Regions from separate parts of the Mus musculus genome. Here regions 1, 2 and 4 are each linked to region 3. A link is a contact called in public promoter capture Hi-C data. All regions are on one chromosome and are shown on one strand. Each heading gives the region's core, a stretch centred on a gene start, on an enhancer-like site or on the middle of the called end of the contact. The rest is flanking DNA. Distances are from core to core; before and after follow the strand shown.

The links. Promoter capture Hi-C pulls out the DNA fragments that hold promoters and counts their contacts.
Region 1: a promoter capture Hi-C map of hippocampal neurons shows a contact between it and region 3, with 3 times the contacts expected there. The contact joins the enhancer-like site here to the promoter of Ddit4l in region 3. A contact is called at or near these places in 4 of 39 promoter capture datasets (cranial neural crest, hippocampal neurons, liver and 1 more), 3 of 115 datasets of contacts at active chromatin or transcription factors (astrocytes, embryonic stem cells and forebrain) and 2 of 9 other capture datasets (adipose tissue and embryonic stem cells).
Region 2: a promoter capture Hi-C map of pre-B cells shows a contact between it and region 3, with 10 times the contacts expected there. The contact joins the promoter of 4933401H06Rik here to the promoter of Ddit4l in region 3. A contact is called at or near these places in 11 of 39 promoter capture datasets (the 3T3-L1 cell line, the C10 cell line, cranial neural crest and 7 more), 2 of 115 datasets of contacts at active chromatin or transcription factors (embryonic stem cells and stem cell-derived neural progenitor cells) and 1 of 9 other capture datasets (adipose tissue).
Region 4: a contact with region 3 is called in a promoter capture Hi-C map of hippocampal neurons, with 4 times the contacts expected there. The contact joins the enhancer-like site here to the promoter of Ddit4l in region 3. A contact is called at or near these places in 6 of 39 promoter capture datasets (the HPC-7 cell line, cranial neural crest, hippocampal neurons and 3 more), 1 of 115 datasets of contacts at active chromatin or transcription factors (astrocytes) and 1 of 9 other capture datasets (liver).

The regions. Positions count from the first base shown.
Region 1 is chr3:136,367,961-136,372,816 of GRCm38.p6, forward strand. No RefSeq gene overlaps it. Among named protein-coding and RNA genes, the nearest start is that of Bank1, 44 kb to the left of the region's middle. Within about 2 kb of position 1,736, at least 11 of the 459 cell types and tissues checked have an H3K27ac peak or open chromatin away from gene starts, as enhancers often do. A contact at or near this core is called in hippocampal neurons, where this site is marked.
Region 2 is chr3:135,836,429-135,841,760 of GRCm38.p6, forward strand. It overlaps 4933401H06Rik (RIKEN cDNA 4933401H06 gene), which reads right to left and starts at 3,841. Exons shown (of 5, transcript NR_040540.1): 1 at 3,679-3,841; 2 at 3,203-3,406; 3 at 1,849-1,893. The region is part of intron 2 of Slc39a8 (solute carrier family 39 (metal ion transporter), member 8); the gene reads left to right.
Region 3 is chr3:137,622,239-137,627,332 of GRCm38.p6, forward strand. It overlaps Ddit4l (DNA-damage-inducible transcript 4-like), which reads left to right and starts at 1,434. Exons shown (of 3, transcript NM_030143.4): 1 at 1,434-1,645; 2 at 1,894-2,035; 3 at 3,728-5,094. The coding sequence starts at 1,945. The coding sequence ends at 4,218.
Region 4 is chr3:136,162,506-136,167,832 of GRCm38.p6, forward strand. All of the region lies in intron 7 of Bank1 (B cell scaffold protein with ankyrin repeats 1), which reads right to left. Among named protein-coding and RNA genes, the nearest start is that of Bank1, 160 kb to the right of the region's middle. Within about 2 kb of position 3,141, at least 45 of the 459 cell types and tissues checked have an H3K27ac peak or open chromatin away from gene starts, as enhancers often do. A contact at or near this core is called in hippocampal neurons, where this site is marked.

The DNA of each region.
Region 1 (4,856 bases), core at 486-2,985, 1.3 Mb before region 3:
CATTGAATAAGCAGTTTCCCTTTGGAATCTGTCCTCACAAGAGAGAAATGTGTTTAAGGGTGTTTACACAAGATATTTTATTCATCTGTAAGAGAACATTAAAATAAAGGAATGTATGAAAATGTATTGTGCCTAAGCTCAAAGCATGGTCATGATGGAAAATCAAGTCAAAATATAATATGCTGATATAAATCCTGATTTATATGATAGTATGAACAGTGTGATCTAACCATGGAGAAACAGGAAATCTGGCTTCTGCTTGGAAATGATGAGAGAATTAGAAAGAGTCAGCTTGGACTTTGTACTTATATTTAGAACATTTTATTGAGATCTATGTGGCATGAGAGGTTGTGGATTTGTATTTAATACAGTTTGGAAATGAAGATCCAGCAAACCAGTTACAACGATTTTCTGTGCTGTATACCCAGGACACGCCACCAAAAGTTTTCTCTGTCATCTCTAAGATTATTAGGTTTGGTCTCTTGTTACTTAGTCCAGATACTGGGAGATTATCAATGCTTCTCTCCTTTTATTTTTATGGAGAAATTATACTATTCTCAAATTTTAAAAAATGAAAAAGAAGTTCTGGATAGGGGCTTTTAAATGGAGATGTGATGTGGAAAAGAGGAAGCTGTCGATACTTCACAAGAAAAAGTGGCAATAATAAATCTGTATAGATCAAATATTTACCACCCAGATACTCCGGCCCAGATATTTCATAACTCAGAATGTTTCCCCATATTTATAAAGATAATAAGATGTGTTTATCTCAGAAGCTTTATGTGAAGTTCAAAGGCATTACACCAAAGATTGTATTTCAGCAAGAAAAACAACACAGTATTGCCCAACACAAACAAAACATGACTTCTCTTTTTTTACTTTTCGTTCTCTTTTTTGCATTTTATTTTATTGTTTATTTTTTATACTCCACATTTCATTCCCTGCCCCTCCACATCCACCCTCCATCTGCTCCACATCCCACACCTCCACCCCACCCCACCCCGTCTCCACATGGATGCCCCATTCTGACCCCACCTGACCACTAAACTCCCTGGAACCTTCAGTCTCTTGAGGGTTAGGTGCAGCATCTCTGAATGAACACAGACCTGGAAGTCCTTTACTGTGTGTGTGTTAGGGGTCTCATATCAGCTAGTGTATGCTGTCTGTTTGGTGGTACAGTGTTTGAGAGATCTTGAGGGTCCAGATTAATTGAAATTGCTGGTCCTCCTACAGGATGGCCCTTCTCTTCAGCTTCTTTCAGCCTTCCCTAATTCAACAACAGTGGTCACCTGCTTCTGTCCATTGGTTGGGTGTAAATATTTGCATCTGATGTCACTGAAGCTGGTGGGGAGATGGAAGAAGTGGGGTAAATGGGACAGAGACACCAGACACGGGAGTTATGCACAGTCCTGGAGACATTGCAGCACCATATGAGGCACAGGAGTTATCCACAGTCACCGGGACATCAGCAGCTCGAAGGTGAGAGGAAGGGTACTGGGTGAGAGAAACCGGGAACCAGCAAAGTTTCTTCATCTGCTTCAAGGGATTGCTGTGTCGAAGTGGCATTGCTCTGGTTTGCCATAGTTCAGAGTGACGACGAGGCCAGGAATGATTTCTGTTCCACCCGTGGCTATATTTCAATATTGTGTGGCAGTTTCTCATCTTAATTAGCCTCTGATTGGAGGACAGCTTGGCTGAAACTCACCCAGGAGGCTCGTGGGCAACCCACTTACACCCCTGCATCCCAGCGGATGCCACTCACAGATGGCCAATTTCCCCCACGGAGTGATTATTTTCATCATCGGTGAATAAAGTCCAGGGATTTTATTATGAAACCTTTGTCCTGAAGTAACTTGCTCAGAAGCACACAGTAAGTACAAAATCTCTCAGTAAAGCTTCAGCTCTTTTTTTTCTCCTACCAAACAGCTCATTTATCCTTAAAAGAGAGTAGGCACAACGGAAATACGCTGTAATAAAATCAACTAGGTTCTAAGAGCACTTTGTATTTTATTCCTTTAAAAATGTTTTCCTCTGTCTAGGTCTCCTTTGAATCAACAATATAAAAGCAAATCAATGCTCCTCAGCTGACATTCAGTACATCCCACGCTGGTAACGTGGGGGATGGATGAGTGCAGGGGCGTACTCACAGTGCGGAAAGTGAGCATAAAGTGTGAGCTGTCCGCATAAGACTGAAGAGACATCACTGTCACTTCCTGGTGAAGTTCCAAACCTGTCCTTCGGATCAGTATCGCTTTACATATGACTTGGTGTTTAATGAAGCCTCGGGAAAAGATCAGAGACAGACCATTCAGTCTAAAAGGAGGAGCCATCAGGCAGACGCTATAAGTATTCCTATTCATTCTTCTACAGTCGAAGTGTTTTCAGATTCCTAGAACATTGTGAGTTTTTCCTGCTTTTCTTTATTATTATTATTATATATTTTCTTTATTTATATTTCAAATGCTATCCCGAAAGTTCCCTATACACTCCCCCGCCCTGCTCCCCTTTTCAAAACATCCAAAAGAACACTTTATAAAATTACAACTGCAAAATACGATTTACACTGAGTGACGGTAACATCAGTTACGTAATTTAGGCTAATCTTGAGGAACGCTAGGCTACACTTGTTTGTTTTTTAAGGACTATTAGGAGACTAGACAGAATCTATCATAGTTTAGACATGTCTTGAGACAATTCCACTGCTCAAACTCCTGCTTATTTAATTCTGTAGGGGTTCTTTCATACCTCCCACTTTTCCTGATCTGTCTCAAAATGTTGTGATGGCAGAAGTAGGGAAACAATGATAATTTTATGGAGAATTTATTTTATTTTATTTTGTTTTATTTTATTGAAAATAGATTTTATTTTGGTATATTCTGGTTATAGTCTCCCCGCTACTCCCCCAAGTTGCTCCCCATTCACATTGACATCCTTTCTGTGTCAGAAAACAAATCAGCATTTAAGGAATCATAATAAAATAAGATTAAAAAAATAGGAATCCGACCAAACATCCAACCACAAAGAGACTGCAGGAAAAGCACAAGGCATGCATATAGATGCAGTGACACTCCCACTCACACACACAGGACTCCTACCAAAAACACAAAAGTGGAAGCCTTAATATATACACAAAGGACATCTATGGAAGTAAAACAAACAACAACATGGAGAAATCTGCCTGGTGGTCAACTGAAAGCCTCATCCCTTCTGCATATTGTTCATAATGACAGAAGGAGTCATGGATGCTGCCAGAAAGGAGATCCCCAGTCACACATGGCTATGGATTGCAAGCTGCAGCAATAACCTGCCTGGCCATATGTGTCCGTAAGTGCAATAGTGGCACGCATGTTAGAAAAGTAGTCAACGACTTTTGAAAATATTGGATTAAGGTCTTAATTATGGAATGGAACACATACTTGACTGTGTCTAGAAAGGTCAATGCCATTAAGGGGGAGTCTACTACTACTATTCTGTTACATGGATATAACAATATAAAGGTTCCTAATCATACATTATACCCATAAAGCATCAACCATCATTCAGCTTTGATAAGAAAAGCATTTTCTTGCAGTAAACAGCAATGAACACCAAGACTTAGGAGTGCTCAGCTATAAATGGGTGCCTACAACATACCCCGCTTCCACCTCAAGGCTCATGGATCTATGTTGAAATGTGTATGAGAGTCAGAGGTGATGGATGGCTCCATGGAAACAGTGTCTTCTAGATACAACATGGTGGATACACATATGAAGTCACAGGAACAGTGACAATATGAACGAAACCAATCTACCCAAACTCAAGCTATATAAAATGGCAGCCTGGAGGAGGAAACAGGGGGATAAAGTCAGACCCCTAGGTGAGGAACTTTGATATTTTATTGCTGCTGGAAGAGCACAAGTCAGTTTTGTTCAATAGAGTATCACCTGGCTTACACCACACTCCAAGACACGCTCCATGCCCACAAGTAGGACAACGCAAACTAGACTTGAGGGACCAGACTGTGGGATGTGTGTGTGTGTGTGTGTGTGTGTGTGTGTGCTGAGAGAAAGAGAGTACATGAAGTTGGATAGGTAGAGATGTGAAGGAGCATCCAGGATAACTGGAGGGATTAGGATGAATATGATCAAACTATATTGTATTAAAATTTCAAAGAATAATAAAGTCATCATTTTATAAAGCGATATGTGTGGTTGTAAGTTTCTGATTCTTATACTTGGGAGGTGGACAGAGAAAACTATCTGGGGCTCATTAGCTAGCAAGTTTCAGATCACTGATTGAACCTGTGTCACAGGCACTTGTGCACATACACACCTCCCCCAGTCCCCACCCCCACATATACACACACGTAAAGACGTGAATAATAACTGAGGAATATTATCAGAGGTTGTTCTTCTGGCTTTCACATGCACACATTTGCAAGAGTAAATGTGTGCCTCAACACGTGTGTACCTGCACATACATGAACTATACACATTTTTACACATATGTGTGTGTGCATACACATGCACACAAACATATTCATATCCCTCTCACTCCATAAATCTTATTCCATTAATGGCTAGAAAAATGTGGATGAAAAATCTCTACTTTATGTCTCTGGATTTCTCAAAACATCTTTGATCCCTATCTCGTCAGCAGACTTTAATTTTTACAGGGAGTGGGCTTCTCTTTGCATGTGACAGAGGAGAATGGGTACAGAGTTCTCTGGATTAGACTGCCTCTCAAAGCTGCAATAGGGTGGAGTTTGTCATCGAAATCAAAATTTATGGAGAACCGGGGTTATAGCTCACTGTACAGCATATGCTTGCTATGCGTGATACTTGGATTTTAATACACAGAATTATAAGTAAATAGAT
Region 2 (5,332 bases), core at 2,591-5,090, 1.8 Mb before region 3:
TGTGCACCATCAAAGTAAATGTGGGCAGTGTCTTCACTGCAGCAGGAAGCATCGAATTCCTATTATTCTAATAGGAACAATGGCTAGCACTTGAGGAGTGCATCTTATGTGCCAGCCATTGTCCTTAATGCTTCCTTCTGTACCATCTTGTTGGTTCTCACAGTCCTCTGGGGAGATGGGTCTTTCAACTTTGCCTCTCAGTTCTTTTCCCTTGTTGATCTGAAGCAAAGGTGATGCCTCAAACAGTTGTGTGTCAAGTTGACACACAAGTCAGTTATGCTGGCTAATTTTATGTCAACTTGACATAGGCTAGAGTCATCTGAGAGGAGGGGACCATATTGAGAAAATGTCTCCACAAGATGGGGTTATAGACAAGCCTGTAACACATTTCTAAATTAATTTTCTTAAGAGATTGATGGGGGAGAGCCCAGACAATTGTGGGTGGTGCTTTCCCTAGGCTGGTGGTCCTGGGTTGAGCAAGCCATTGGGTTCGAGCCCGTAAGCAGAACCCCTCCTTGGCCTCTACATCAGCTCCTGCCTCCAGGTTCCTGACCTGTTCGAGTTCCTTCCTAACTTCCTTCAGTGACAGACTATGAATGCAGAGGCATAAGCCAAATCTGCCCTTTCTCCCCCAGTTTGCTTTTTGACATGGTTTGGGTTACTAAAAGCAGGGAGGTAGCTGTCTGCTTTAACAGATGCCCGAGTTAACGTGGATTTCCACGTGTGCTGCTGCATTCAGTCTATCGTGACTTGAGCTATGCAGCCTCGATCGATCACCCATAAAGGAGTGAGGAAAGGAGAAGCAGTTAGCAACATAATGAGAATCATTTGACCGCACCCTTTCTCTGCCAGGGACCGAGCAACCTAGGTGTACCCAGGGCTACGGTTTGAGAACCAGAATATCTGTGTTGGACAAATGCTGTCCTTGTATGCAGTCATGAGGAGGTTTGAGGGTGAGCTGAAGATGTTTATCCCATGTACCTACAGAGAGAATGAGTAGGAGGTCTTCGGTGAACAGCAAGGCAAAAATGACCCTTTGAACTTAGACAACAGATTAAAAAAAAATCCACGTCTATCTTATAGTGACACAAAGTATGGGGGCTCCTGCTATTGCGACAGGTCAGGGTTGAGAGCAGGAACCCAGAGCAAGTGTCTGGTTTGACACTAGACCTCTCTTCATGGGTTGGAGGTCTTGAGAGATGGATAAAGGGTAGGATGGAGCTGGGAGACGTGCCAGTCCCCATGGTGGAGTCTGCAATCCTCTTTGAAAATGCAAGCTTATCTTTGAAAATTCTTTTTATTTCCTGTTTTTTTCTTTGGTAAAATCAACTTCCAAATTTGGAGCTGTGACGAAAGGATGGACCATCTAGTGATTGCCATATGCAGGGATCCATCCCATAATCAGCTTCCAAACGCTGACACCATTGCATACACTAGCAAGATTTTGCTGTAAGGACCCAGATATAGCTGTCTCTTGTGAGACTATGCCGGGGCCTAGCAAACACAGAAGTGGATGATCACAGTCAGCTATTGGATGGGTCACATGGCCCCCAATGGAGGAGCTAGAGAAATTACCCAAGGAGCTAAAGGGAACTGCAACCCTATAGGTGGAACAACAATATGGACTAACCAGTACCGGGGAGCTCTTGTCTTTAGCTGCATATGTATCAAAAGATGGCCTAGTCGGCCATCACTGCAAAGAGAGGCCCATTGGACTTGCAAACTTTATATGCCCCAGTACAGGGGAACGCCAGGGCCAAAAAGGGGGAGTGGGTGGGTAGGGGATTGGGGGTGGGTGGGTATGGGGGACCTTTAGGATAGCATTGAAAATGTAAACGAGGAAAATACCTAATTAAAAAAAATCAACTTCCAGTTCATCCTCCATGTAAAAACCTAGAAAAAGAGATGAAAATAAAAGAGAAAATAATGAGTCACTTTTTTGTTTTTTTTTTCTTTTTAAAAATTTGATATTTTCTTTATCTACATTTCAAATGTTATCTCCTTTCCTAGTTTCCCCTCTGAAAATCCCGTATCCCCTCCTACCTCCCCCTGCTTCCCAACCCACCCACTCCTGCTTCCTGGCCCTGACATTCCCCTATAATGGAGCATAGAACCTTAACAGGACCAAGGGCCTCTCCTTCCATTGATGACCGACTAGGCCATCCTCTGCTACATATGCAGCTAGAGCCATGGATCTCTCTGCGCAATTTCTTTGATTAGTGGTTTAGTCCCAGGGAGCTCTGGGGGTACTGGTTAGTTCATATTGCTGTTCCTCCTATGGGGCTGCAGACCCCTTCACCTCCTTGGGTACTTTCTCTAAGCTCCTTCATTGGGGACCCTGTGCTCCATTGAATGGATGGCTGTGAGCATCCACTCCTGTATTCGTCAGGCACTGGCAGAGCCTCTCAGGAGACAGCTATATCAGGCTCTTGTCAGCAAGCTCTTGTTGGCATCCACAATAGTGTCTGGTTATGGGATGGATCCCCATAGAAACACAAGTACATTGTTTAAAATTGGGAAAGCTAGATAAGCAGAAAGGAAAAAAAAAACCACTCATAATTTAGGACCTAGATACGAACATTCTCAACATATGGGCGTCTTTGTCTGTAAATTGCACTTTACCTGCCTTGTCGTAGCAATGCTATCTCTACACACGGCTTCATAAGGAGTTTTTCCTAATAGTGTCTAATTCATTAGACATTTTTGTCTTTATAATAATATATTCTAGAGAAGAAGTCTTCATATGCTCTTCAGAAAGACTTGGAAGAATGTATGTGTGTATGTGCACATGCATGCATGTATGTATGTATGTATGTAAGCATATTTGTACGTGGCCACGTATCTGTGTGATCTGATATATGTGTATTTCAGTATGTTTTAGTGCGTGTGTATGTGTGACTGTGAGTGGTGTATGTGTATATCTGCGTGTTCCTATGTGTGTATATATGTGTGTGTGTGAATGTGTGTTTGCGTGTGTTTCTGAATACATGCGCACCATTCAGCCCTAAGTAAGAAGCATAAGAAGGCGTGAGATAAAAATGGAAGCACTGATATCAGAGAATACTTGTCATCCCTAGTTCGGCCTCCTAGAGGATTATTCGTCTGGAGTGTTTCTTGCTCAAACCTTCTCTTTTAATGGTGTTAAGAATGTGTCCAAAAGTCAAGCCAAGAAAGATTGTGTCAACTCTGAAGAGGCACTTACAATGGTAGACTTGGGAGAGGCTGGTAGACAGCGAGCTGGAGACGCGTAAAGGGAGGGACACCAAGGTGTCTGGTCACCGAGTTAGGTAATCCCGTCATCACAGCGGACAGATCTGCCGTTTTCTCGTCCACTCCTGCTTCGAATGTTCCTGTTGTGTCATGCCTGTAAGCCACCAACCAGACTTTGTGACACCTGTCAGTGACCCTTGAAGAGATAAATCGGTGAAACGATCGCTTTTCTTCCAGGTTAGAAGAGACTTCCCGATAGTTACTTTCAAAGCTGCACTTTAAATGGTTGGGATCTAAGCTAGGTGCCCCACACTAATCTACTGTCACGGAGATTTCTGCACCTGTTTTGTTTCAGTTACTCTTGTACCTTTGGTTACATACACAAGCAGCCAAGAGCTCATCACTCCTTTCCACTTTATTTATCCCTGTTTTTATTTTATTCTTATTTTATTTTATTTTATTTGTCACCTGTCTACCAGGAACTGTTATGCGCCAGGCATTGTCAGAGTCCTATTAGTAAATATTACGGTAACATGAGCTCGTGGGATCTAGGTGGCTGCTTTCTCATCAGAGAAGCATTTTCAGTCTTCACATTTTCCTTCTTTAATGTAATCCATTGTCCTGGTCTCACAGAGTACGTTACATTACGTTACGTTACGTTATGTTACGTATGCAACGTGCGCAGCGGCAGTTCAGGTGCACTGACAGGCTGCCTCTGCTGTAGGAGAGAGTCCCGGATCTAAACAGCTGTAGAGAGTCTGTATCCAGATGGTCCACATTCATTGCTGGAAGCACGTGACCACGCCGGGCTCTCCCCAGCTGTGTTAGGAGTCTGAGCCTATGTTTGAGACATTGGGGTCAGTTGTTAGTTTCTGTTGCTTGAATGAAACCTTTGTGGACCCCAGCTTTCCCATTTGAAAGATGGGGATAGAAGGGAGAGATAGAACTGTATTTAAGTGATCTCTGTTCCCCACCTCCCCCGTCCCCACTCACAAGGATCCTAAGTAGTTTAAAGAGCAATTTAACTTTATGACCCTAAAAACTAGTAGGCCCAATAAAATACAGTTCCCTGCAGGATCCTGTGGATTTTCTTTTTATTATTTGAGTTACTCTCCATGTTTAATGAAGAAGACATAACAGTCAATCTCTAATTGCTTAGTAACGGGAAAACATGAGACTTGAATCTTCTCTTCACCTCCTATGAGCTAATCTTGGACAATTTATATTCCCAAGATGTTATTTCTTTGTCAAGGACCAGCCTTGGCATTGGAGTGGGGTTCTGAGAGAAGGGGTGTCTGGGAGTGGCAGAAAGAACGACTCAAAGTCAAATCATGGGTTCAAGCTGCCCACTCAGGTTCTGCTGAGATGGCTTTCCAGTCAGTCAGTCAGTCTGTCTGTCTGTCTGTCTGTCTGTCTGTCTGTCTCATCTAAAAACTGTCTGGTTGAGACAGCTCTCTCTGTAGGTAAAAGTTCTAAATGCTGTCTGGGTTTAGTCAGAGAAGCTGCTATAAAAAATTATTGGATCTTCCGACTAAGTCAGAAATCTTGGTAAGAAAAAATTCTTGAAGAGCTGTTTTGCTCTCCAGAGATTTCTAGAGAGCCCAGCTCTCACTAGAGAGAATTTCTAAACAACTGCTATCGCCTTTTGCTAGCTCATCTCATGCAGACCAAAAGCCCAGTTTTTTAATTTACATATCAATTCAGTTATTTATTCCAGGTTTCCTTTTGATTATATTTTGAATCAACATCCCGTGACCGCAGTCCTTTGATTCTTAAAAGACTGTAAGCATACATGCTGATCTTGAACTCAGGAATCTGCCTGCCTTTGTGTCTTTCTGACAGTCTAGCTCAGAGTGTAGCTGCCTTTGTTCCTTTAGATTCATGAAGCCCCCATAATTCATATTGCACTCTTATGTTTTGCATAGTTGAGAAATTATATATATTTTGAACTCATGTATTTATAGGTCTTTCCCATAGCCTTAAGGGCTGTCCTGAAGGTCCCAGCCTTTACCATTTTGCTGAGACATTAGCCACACCTTCTTCACCTGGACCCATGTTGTCAGATTATCCTGGAGACATTAATGTTAACAAAGAAGACATTCCTAGGAGGAATGTGAAATAT
Region 3 (5,094 bases), core at 184-2,683:
ACCCATTCTAACCGGCTTAAATGGGATTGCTTGTTTTCCACTTTTGTTATTAAAATAGAAGTGGAAATCTGCTTTCCCCAGCCTATCAGCATCCCGTGCCTGAGCCTGCCTGACCTTGAGCAGTGCAGCTGCTTCGGGAGAGTTAAAAATGGACCTTCAAGCTGGCTTTAGTTTCTGTTGCTCTGCCTGCAAGTGTCCTCCCACTGATCTGTTTATCACACTCTCTTTACCACTTTTGTTGTTGTTTTTCCTTCTGAGAGTTTTTTTAGCCTGGACAGCGGATCCTACTTCTCAAGGCCCTAACCTGCAGGTCCTTCCTTGCACGTGGGGACCCAAAGTGTGCGGGAGTGGTGCTGGAACCTGGCCTTGAATGAGGTTCACCCTCACCCCAAGTATCTCGGTCTCTTCCTTTTCTGATCCACCTCAACCATCTCAGCAACCTCAGCAACCTCGCTGGGAACGCCCACCCATTGCAAACCCTGTGCCACTGGCGCAGGGCAGCAGGAAGGGTGGCTTAGTAAAGTTAGAAGAAAACGTTTGGCATCGTGCTTTTAGTGGTGTCCCAGACCCTCTGTTCCCTCTTGCTCAAGACTCCCCGGAAAGAGTCGCAGAGCTTATCCTAGCAGGACAACTCTTTATTCTCATGCCCCACAAGCTTTTTAAAGACCACTAAAGCTTAAACTTCTTCCCAAACAAGCCCACCGGGAACTTTTGCTTCTGGGAATGGCAATTGCTCCTAACTATCCTGCGGCTGGAGCAGGCAACTGAGATCCTGTTAGTGGTTTTGTTTAGTTTCTTGGCACTGGCCCTCTTCAATTCAAGTTCTGTGCCTTTCGAAGCCAGGTCTTAGAACAGGGCCAGGCTCGCCCTGGCCGCGGAGAAAAACGGTTTAGTCACAGATGTAGTATCCCCAAAGATGCCCCATTGATTCCTGAGTGCAGCTGAAGCTAGAGAGCCCTTACCACATCCCGACCACCTGCGGGGAGACTGGGTGCGGACTGGAGCTGATGGGTTAGAGTCAGAACATGGGCATAAAGGATGCTCACAGAGCACAGTGTCAACTAAGCCAAATACTTATTCAGAATGACACAGCAAAGTTTTGGGTCATGCCTAACAGGACCTGGAGCTTCTAGCTGCTTGAAAAGTTCCATAGCCAAAACCTGAGCAGTCTGAGCCTGGAAGCAGGCAAGCTGTGGGCAGGGGCTCACGCCAAAGAATCTAGGTTAGTGGCCGAAGGGAGATGCTCTTTAGGAGGGTGACCAGTGGCCAACTCAGGGTGACCAGTGGCCAACTCAGGAAGCAGCAGGTGTCCGCCCAAGGCGAGGCTGATCACCAACTCCCAGGGGCTTGCCTGGGCCCCTGCCTGGGAAGGAACTGAAAGGTGACCTGACCCTGCAGGGGCGGGCCGGGGCACGGGCCCGAGCGAGTGGCGCAGGTGGGCGTGCCGGCCAGGAGGAGAGGCGGGACCTATAAAGCGCTCTCCATTCGGGAGGCGGAGCGGCCGGGTGCAGCCTGTGCTGGTGGGCGCGGTGGCCCGCAGCCTTCGGCTTGCTGCAGGACTGTGCAGGGGACCACTGTCCAAGCTTCGGACTACTGAGGGGCGCCTGCCTCGGTTTACCCTTCAGCGTCTGGTGAAATCCGGCAGGTGAGCGACCCGAGGAGGCGGGATAGGGCAGGGTCGCTTCCCAGTTGTGCTGACTTTCCAGCTACTTCCAGCCTGTTGGCTTTAGTTGGCGCCTCCGCTCCTAGGGCTTTGTCAACTTGAGTTGCTAAGGCTGGTCCCTCCCTTTGGAAGGGCAGTGCCCGGGCTAGTTCGCCCTGGCGATGCCGGGACTCTGAGGAGCCTGTGCACTTCTTGCGTGCTTTTGCAAACTTCTCACTTTTTCCTCCCAGCGCCTAGGGAAAGATCCGTTCTGCTCCGCGAGGGAAACAGAGCCGTTGACCATGGTTGCAACGGGCAGTTTGAGCAGTAAGAACCCGGCCAGCATTTCAGAGTTGTTGGACGGTGGCTATCACCCTGGGAGTCTGCTAAGTGGTGAGTCTCTGGGCTGTCCACCTCTTTCCTATCCGAAGGTTGCGGGGCCCCTCTCTAGTGTAAGCGTCCCTGCCTGAGTGCGCGAGACTTCATCTCCTCCTAGAGACACAGAGGACTATGAAACCCATCTGAGATCTCTTTCTAAACTTCCTTTGCATTGTCTGCCCACCAAAAACAAACGTAAGGGGAATAATGCGTTGTTCCAGTCTGCTAAGAGGCTCTTGGGGATGAAGTTCCCTATCTCATGGTTGGAACATTAAGTGTACAGGCTGGGTGTGTTTAAAGACATGCGCTTACTTGTGTAGCTAGCACCACCACGTCCGTCCCCCCTCCCCCCCCCCCCCCAAATTCTCCCTTTTCTGTTTGCCACCTAATCCTTCTCTTTCCCGTCTCCAGAAGACCATCCTTCGGCATTTTGTTACCACGTTAGTTTTGCTTTTAGAATGTTAAATAATAAGTGTATATGCTCTTCTCAGTTCGGTTTGCTTTCCCACCGTGTGATGTTGTAGAGTTATACACTTACCTCATCAGTGAGTTCCTTTTCGTTGCTAAGTAAGATTCTATTATGAAATGCACCCACTGTGCATTAATGTCAGAAGAAAACTTGAACAGCCCTGGTTCTACAGGAATCATCATTTGCAACTTGAAACGTCAATTTCTAATCTGACAGACTATTCAACTATGGAAGAGTGGTGTGAGCATATATTAAGTGGCTTAAGCTCTTTAGATTTTCTTCATCTATAAGATAATATTATAATTCTAAATTTGTCTGTCTTCAATGTGGATAAAAATACAGATATGATTTGGAATCTATTTGTTGGAATTTAAAAAATAAAACAAAAAACAAAAAACAAGCAGTGCCCTCTAAGTGAGCTAATGACATAGAAAACCAGGAGAGGAGAGGAAGGCTCGTGGCCGCAGTGTGGCATGGCACCCGGCCAAGTAGTAGGATTAATTTGGAAGGTAGGTGACCAAATGCAGAGCTATCTTTTTTCCTCTGAGTAAACCTAACTTTGTTTTCCTGGGACTGTTTTGTTTTGCTCAGCTAAGAAAAACTGACCCAGCCCGGTTATAAATAAACTCAGGAACCTCAAAAGTCCTCTCTCCTCTGCGAGCAAACTTGAATCAAACAGGTCAAAGCCAACACTGGACCTCCAGGCCATCCTAGTAAGGACTTCTAACGAAAACTAAGGCTGGTAGATCATTAGCATTGGGACAGGCTCACTTTACAGCGTTTGAAACCATTCTGCACGCCAACGGTCCCTTTGTTAAGCAATAGTGATGATTTTTATTCCAGATGTTCTGCATGGACTTGTGAAAAAAAACTAAAATAAACTTGGAAAACCCTACAGAGAGAGCAAGGGGGAAAGGAGATCACTAGTAATCTTGGATGACCTTGGACAGATTTTTGCCACATAATCCTCAAGACTACGGGGAGAGAAGAAATTGTAAAAGAGGGTTGTTTTAACCTATTCATTATGTTTATCAGAGTCTTTAGGGCATAGATGAGCTTTCAGTCCTGAAAGGTTAGAAGGCCTGTTCTATTACCTACATGGTTAACAGCAAAATTGAGATGAGAGAAAGCAGTATTAAAAGCAGGTAGATATGAAGCTAGAAGTGGCCAGTCTTACTATGCCAGTAAGACCTCGTACACCTTGCTTCTCTGTTCACTAAAACTTTCATTTCTTTCAGATTTCGACTACTGGGATTATGTTGTCCCTGAGCCCAACCTCAACGAGGTGGTATTTGAAGAGACAACATGCCAGAATTTGGTTAAAATGTTGGAGAACTGTCTGTCCAGATCAAAGCAAACCAAACTTGGTTGCTCTAAGGTCTTGGTCCCTGAGAAACTGACCCAGAGAATTGCTCAAGATGTCCTGCGGCTCTCGTCCACGGAGCCCTGCGGCCTTCGGGGTTGTGTTATGCACGTGAACTTGGAGATTGAAAATGTATGTAAAAAGCTGGATAGGATCGTGTGTGATGCTAGCGTGGTGCCGACCTTTGAGCTCACGCTTGTGTTTAAGCAGGAGAGCTGCCCGTGGACCAGCCTCAAGGACTTCTTCTTTAGCAGAGGTCGCTTCTCCTCAGGCCTTAAGCGAACTCTGATTCTCAGCTCAGGATTTCGACTTGTGAAGAAAAAACTGTACTCCCTGATTGGAACGACAGTCATTGAAGAGTGCTAAGGAGGAAAAACAATTAAAGGCCCCTAATGAGTGGATAATAAACCTCTGAAGCTATCCAGCCAGTCATTTGTAGTTTGCCTGCTTGCCCTCACCAGGAAATCCCAGATTTAGGCCCTTTTCCTTCTGTGTGTCTCACCCATAGCAACCCACTTTAAAGGCTGATTTTTTTTTTTTTTGTCCAGCTTTTAAGACATAATTCAAGAGAGCAAATTGCCCACATATGTGTCCATATGGGATAGAATGGAATAAGGAGGAAAAAGAAGCAATCTCCTTTAATTTTATATTTGGTCTCATATTTAGCAGGTAGTCTTAGCAACAGAGCAAGATCCACTTTGCCTAATTTGACTTTCATGTGCCCAGGGCTTGCTGTTATTGTACCCGCCTCTCTCTCTCTCTCTCTCTCTCTCTCTGTGTGTGTGTGTGTGTGTGTGTGTATATATATATATCTGTCTGTCTCTCTCTGTCTCTCTGTCTCTCTCTCTCTCCTCCCCTCCCTCCCTCTCTGAGAGCCATCTTTTCAATGACAGGACCTGACAAGATGATGTGCAGCCCCATCAAAACATATAGAGATCTGCACTACCAGCTTCCTCCCTGAATTTGAAGAGCTTTTACACAAGAGGGTACAGTTAAATTGATCCGCTGGATTAAAACATCACCTTACATAGAGCGAATAAACATCACAGTGACAAGAGCATGGCTTCCCTGCCTGGTGGTCTCCCCACACCCGTGCCCAGGAGACACGAGAAGTGTGCCTCTTACTGCAATGATTACATGATGGCTTTCAGTGCCTTTGTAGTATTGTGTCAACTTGGTTTTCCTAGTTACCAACTGTTGAATGTTATCATTTTTTACATTGTCTTTGAGTAGATAAAAAAA
Region 4 (5,327 bases), core at 1,891-4,390, 1.5 Mb before region 3:
CTGTTTTTAAATTTGATCCTTATAAAGGGCCAAAAACTTAGGGAAAATATTTTAGAAGGAAAATCATTTTTCCTTTTATATATTTTCAACATCTGACCAATATTTATTCATTTTCTCTATAGAAACAGAAAAAAATGTGAAAGTTTGAGAGCCACCAGTGACCACATAGTTAATTACTTTTATTAGTGACAGGTAGTTTAAATCTTCAGAAAGTTGTCTTCCTGGATGTTTTAAATGTTGGGCAAGGAGCAAGCTAAAGACTCCTACCCCTAGTCAGTATATATGGTCAGTTGGAGAGTTATCAAGCTTGCTCCATGTAAATGGTATAGAGATATGCTGTCCAAACTGCTGTTGATTCATGAACAGAGCTCAAGGAGGGGTAGAATTCTAAAGAGATTCTCCATTGCCTTCATTCTACCTCCATTTTCTTTCATCATGGGTAGAGATGAATTCCTCATTCCTCTGTCTGACTCTCTTCCCCATTACATCTCATCTTAGCATGTGCCCACCTTGGATCTTGTTCATTCTCTACTGTCCACTAAATGACTGCCAACTTGACACGCCTTGAAGAAGGAACCTCAAAGGTAGAATTGACACTATGCAGGCCAATGGGCACAACTATGGAGCATATCCTTGATTGATAATTGATATGGGACAGCCGAACCCACTATGGGCACTCCCATTCTTGGAAGGTGAGAACAATGCTCCATGAGAAATGTAGCTTCAGAAGCTAGACAGCCAGCAGAACTTCTCCATGCTCTCTGTCTTATTCCCTGCCTCCACACGCCTGCCTTGACTTCTTGCCTGACTTTCCCAAGTTAAGAACTGTGACCTGATCTGTGTGCAAGATCAAATAAATCCTTTCCTGCCCAAGCTGCTTTTATTAATTAGATATTTCTTTATTTACATTTCGAATGTTATTCCCTTTCCTAGTTTCCCCTCTGAAAACACCCGCTCCCCTCTCCCTCCCCCTGCTCACCAACCTACCCACTCCCACTTCCTGGCCCTGGTAGTCCTTTATACTGGGGCATAGAACCTTCACAGGACCAAGGGCCTCTCCTCCCATTGATGATCAACGAGGTCATCCTCTGCTACATATGCAGCTAGAGCCATGAATCCCACCATGTGTTTTCTTTGATTGGTGGTTTAGTCCCAGGGAGCTCTGGGGGTACTGGTTAGTTCATATTGTTGTTCCTCCTATAGGGCTGCAGACCCCTTCAGCTCCTTGGGTACTTTCTTTAGCTCCTTCATTGGGGACCATGTGCTTTGTCCAATGGATGGCTGTGAGCAAGCGGCTTTTGATTAGTGTTTTATCAAAGCAACAGAGAGAAAACCAGATCAATGACTGTTTGCGCATAACTATTCTTCATAAGACTGTGCTAGAATCCCACAGAGATACACAACAATCTTGACAAATGACAAAATGTTACCTGTTCTTACTACACTGGGCTTCGTTGGGTACCTAGTCATTTTGTTTTTCCTTGTATATGGCTGTATAAATAGCCTGTTTAACCTAGAGTGAAAAATAAGGACAGAGAAGTTGTAACTTCCTTATGTGTCTTCCTTACAAGTTGTGTGGGTGCTGTGTACTCGGAGGCCACTTAATGAATTCCATTTGTATTTAGAATACTATTATTTGCTGGGTTTAGGTAAACATGTCTTTCTAGTTTAGTTCATGAAAGAATCATTTAATGAGAAGTAGAGGCCTTAGATCTGGCTAGAATTGTTGTGACCACTATGCTTTTCACCCATATCAAAGGGGCACCAAGTCCCCTATGAGGAGTACTTGTCTTGGAACTGATGAGGGAGCACCATGGCCTCTTTGAAGATGCATCCTGATCTCTGAGGCAATACTCTCATCCCTATGGGGAACACTCAACTCCTATGAGGGACTATGCTTGGATCCATGTAGTGAGTTTCTACACCCATTTGAGAGTGGGATAGCATGAGCTAGGGACCCCATTCATATCTATGTGAGGGAGCATCCAAGCTCTGTGAAGGAACACTCTGGCCAATGTGAGGGAGCACTCTCATTCCCGTGAGAAGTACTAAGGCCAATGCATAGGAATGCCCCAGTTCATGTAAAAGAAGGCACCTGACAACATGACATAACAAATGTGCTTATGTGAGGAGGCCTCCAGCCTATGTGAGGGAAGGCCATGGTCCCTTTGAGAGAGCACCCTCATCTATGTGCAGGAACACCTGGCCTTGGGGGAAGCACCTGGCTCATGGCTAAGACCCCATGCTCTTCTCATGTCAATTTGTCAGCAGTGGAATTCTCACTCTCAATGATGTGTTCATTCAGGGAAAGTAGTGATCTTTCTGATAAACTGATAAATGACCTGAGTGTCACAAGGATGAGGTAGAATCCTGACCCTCAGATCTCTGGTAACCTAAGCCAGAATTGGTTTGTTACCTTTACAATGAGGTAAGCAGTTTCATCATGTGACTTTTCTAATAGACTTTACTCTTGATAGGTAAGACTTCTGCTCCTTCAGCCTCGATCAAAGAAATTGTACAATTGTATAGAAACAAGCATTACTTCCAACCTCTGGATGTGGAACCTCATTGATGAGTTCACTCCTGGGACTGCCTTTTCTGTTCATGCCTACAGATAATGAGGGGGAATACTGCACACATGTCCGATGAGATATTAATCTTTGAAGGTGTATAGTTCCACCTAAATATTGTTAACTTGCTTTGGCATAGTGGGCATTTTCTTGCTATGGTTGAACATTTTCAAATTTTAGTAGTGTTCTACATATCGACTGTTCTTGCCTGTATCATCAGAAATCTACTCTCTAGGAAGCATCTTAAGAGGCTTCAGTGCTGAGAGGAAACATCTCAAGCTGGACACAGGGTTTCACTGCTATACTGTGCCTTTGACTTTGGTTCCGTAATTATGACTTCCTGGCAGAAAGTTGATTTCACAAGACAATCTGTGAGTTTTATACATCAAAGTGAAATTATCAACATACCAGAAGCTTTCACACTGTCCTCTCAAGGGCTTTTGGTTATGTATGCTCTCAGCTATTTGAGATGGTAGTGTTTCCCAAAATACCTGCATTGCCATGCAGTCTGCCACCAGAGTGCTGGAGTGCAGCCATGGCTGGCAGCGAGGCAGTTCCTGCTATGGGAAGGACTCTGCTGAGCCGAGCCTGTGTACAGGACTGATGTCAGTATCCATTATCCACACAGCTGCTACGGATCCTTCTATCATCCTCCATCCCCCCCTCCACCATTTCTTATTGGAATCCAGCTTGTGGCAAACTGATTACAGTAGAGTGACCACTGCAAGGATGAAGACAAGAAAAGCTTTAAGGACATGTGAAAGTGTTATCTTTGAGTAGGAAAGCAGTCCTGTAATATTCTAGAAAAATAGCACCAGATGGGCCCGGTTGGCATACAACTACCCGAAACAGCAAGAATTATTTTAAGAGAGAGAGAGAGAGAGAGAGAGAGAGAGAGAGAGAGAGAAGAAAGAAAGCAAATCACTGGGGCAGCCTGCTGCAAAGCAACAAGAAAAGGCAGTAGCTGTTTCCTCAACATGACTTAGTGTCTTATTCCAGTTCACACAGCCTAACAGAATGCCACAGGCTGGATAATTTATAAACAATGGATGATTACTGGGCACACAGTCCTGGGTGCTGCAAAGTTCCATGGGCACCAGCAATCTAACAAATGGGCAGCAGCCCATCTATGCTAGGCAGACACGGGGAGTCAGAATGAACTCACGCTTTTTGTAAAATACACACCTGCAGTGGTGGCACTGATCTGTGAGAACAGACTCAGCACCACCCAGACACTTCTTAAAGGGCCCACCTCCCAGTTCTGAAATAGTGATGAATAAACTTCAATTCCTCTTTTGGAGGGGATATTCGAACTTAGTAAAGCAAGGACAGATTTCTATATCATGCTTGCTTTTAAAGTTTGGCAGTTCAATCAACTAGCTTACCTTGAGAAACTTCTTAGCAACTTTTAGTATCCCTTAAAATCTGTAAGGTAGATTTTGCTTCTAGGATTAACTTGAATTTAGTACCTGCCAGATAATAAGTAAATAAATGGTCAAGTAGAAACAAATATTGACCTCTAACAAAAATTGTGAAGATAGTGAAGATAGGCACCGCTGAAAAAAGGAGTTGTAGCTTCAAGTCTTGTGCTTCAAGAGGAAGACTGAATAACCAAGAAAAACACAAGATGCACATATAGCCCAAATGGCAAGTTTTCAAAGTTTCCACATAATCTTGAACTCCTCAGAAAGTTCACATAGTTTTCTATTTTGTTTCCAGGTCCAGTTCAGACAGTGTTTTCTTGATGATGGATCAGCTACTCTGAAGGAGGTGAGTCATGGGAGACTCCCACACCAGAACTCTGCGGAGAAAGGACTACACATTGCCGACAGTGGCTTCATCCCAGAGTGGACCATGAGTAATCGCAAGAACGTGGTTTACCTTAAGAAATAACATCTGTCTCAAGAACTGGTTACTGGAAAAGTACTAATCTCAAAGTAGTAATTCTTCTACTCTCTGCAATTTCCAGACACTGAAGACCAACTGAAGCAGGGAGAATAAACCAGTGAGACAGGGACATTATGTTACCCAACTTAAAAAGGCTTGTCTGACACAACTTTGGAGGGTTGATTACTAAGAGGACAATTAAGCCAAAAAAAAAAAAAAAAAAAAAAAAAAAAGCACATCCATTCTCCTATTGGTTAATCTGTTTTCTAATATAGTGAAGATTATAGGTTAATTTGTTTTCTGGTATAGTGAAGATTATAGCTGATGAGGAAAAACAGACTTGCCAGCAGTATTGTCGTACTAAGAGAAAAATGTGACAAGGGGCCTTTGGAAGACAACAACAGACAACGTGCAAAAAGCGATCAGTTGGTTTCCTGGGAACTAAGCGAGCATTTTTCTTTTTTTCTTTTAAAAAATGTATTGAAGATTTCATATGTGACTACAATTTACATCATTAAATCCCATCTTCTCTCCTTCTAACTCTTCCCATGTCCCCCTCTCAAGTTCTTGACCTTTATTTTTTTAATTTAATTTAATTAATTGAATACTTATTAAATATTATAGTTACATCTCTCCCTCGCTTTCTCCAACTCTCTATACAATTTCCTTCTGAATCCACTTAGTGTTGCTCTCATCTATATGTCTGTGTAGGGTGTACCACTTGAGATGGATTGAATCACCTCTCTGGGGACTTTTCTCTGGAGAAGACAGACTGACTTCCTCCTCTCTAAGCTGCCACTGTTTTCCTACAGCCCTTTATCTAGGGTGGGGTCTTGTAAGATCTCCCCACCCAGATTGAAATGTTGACGA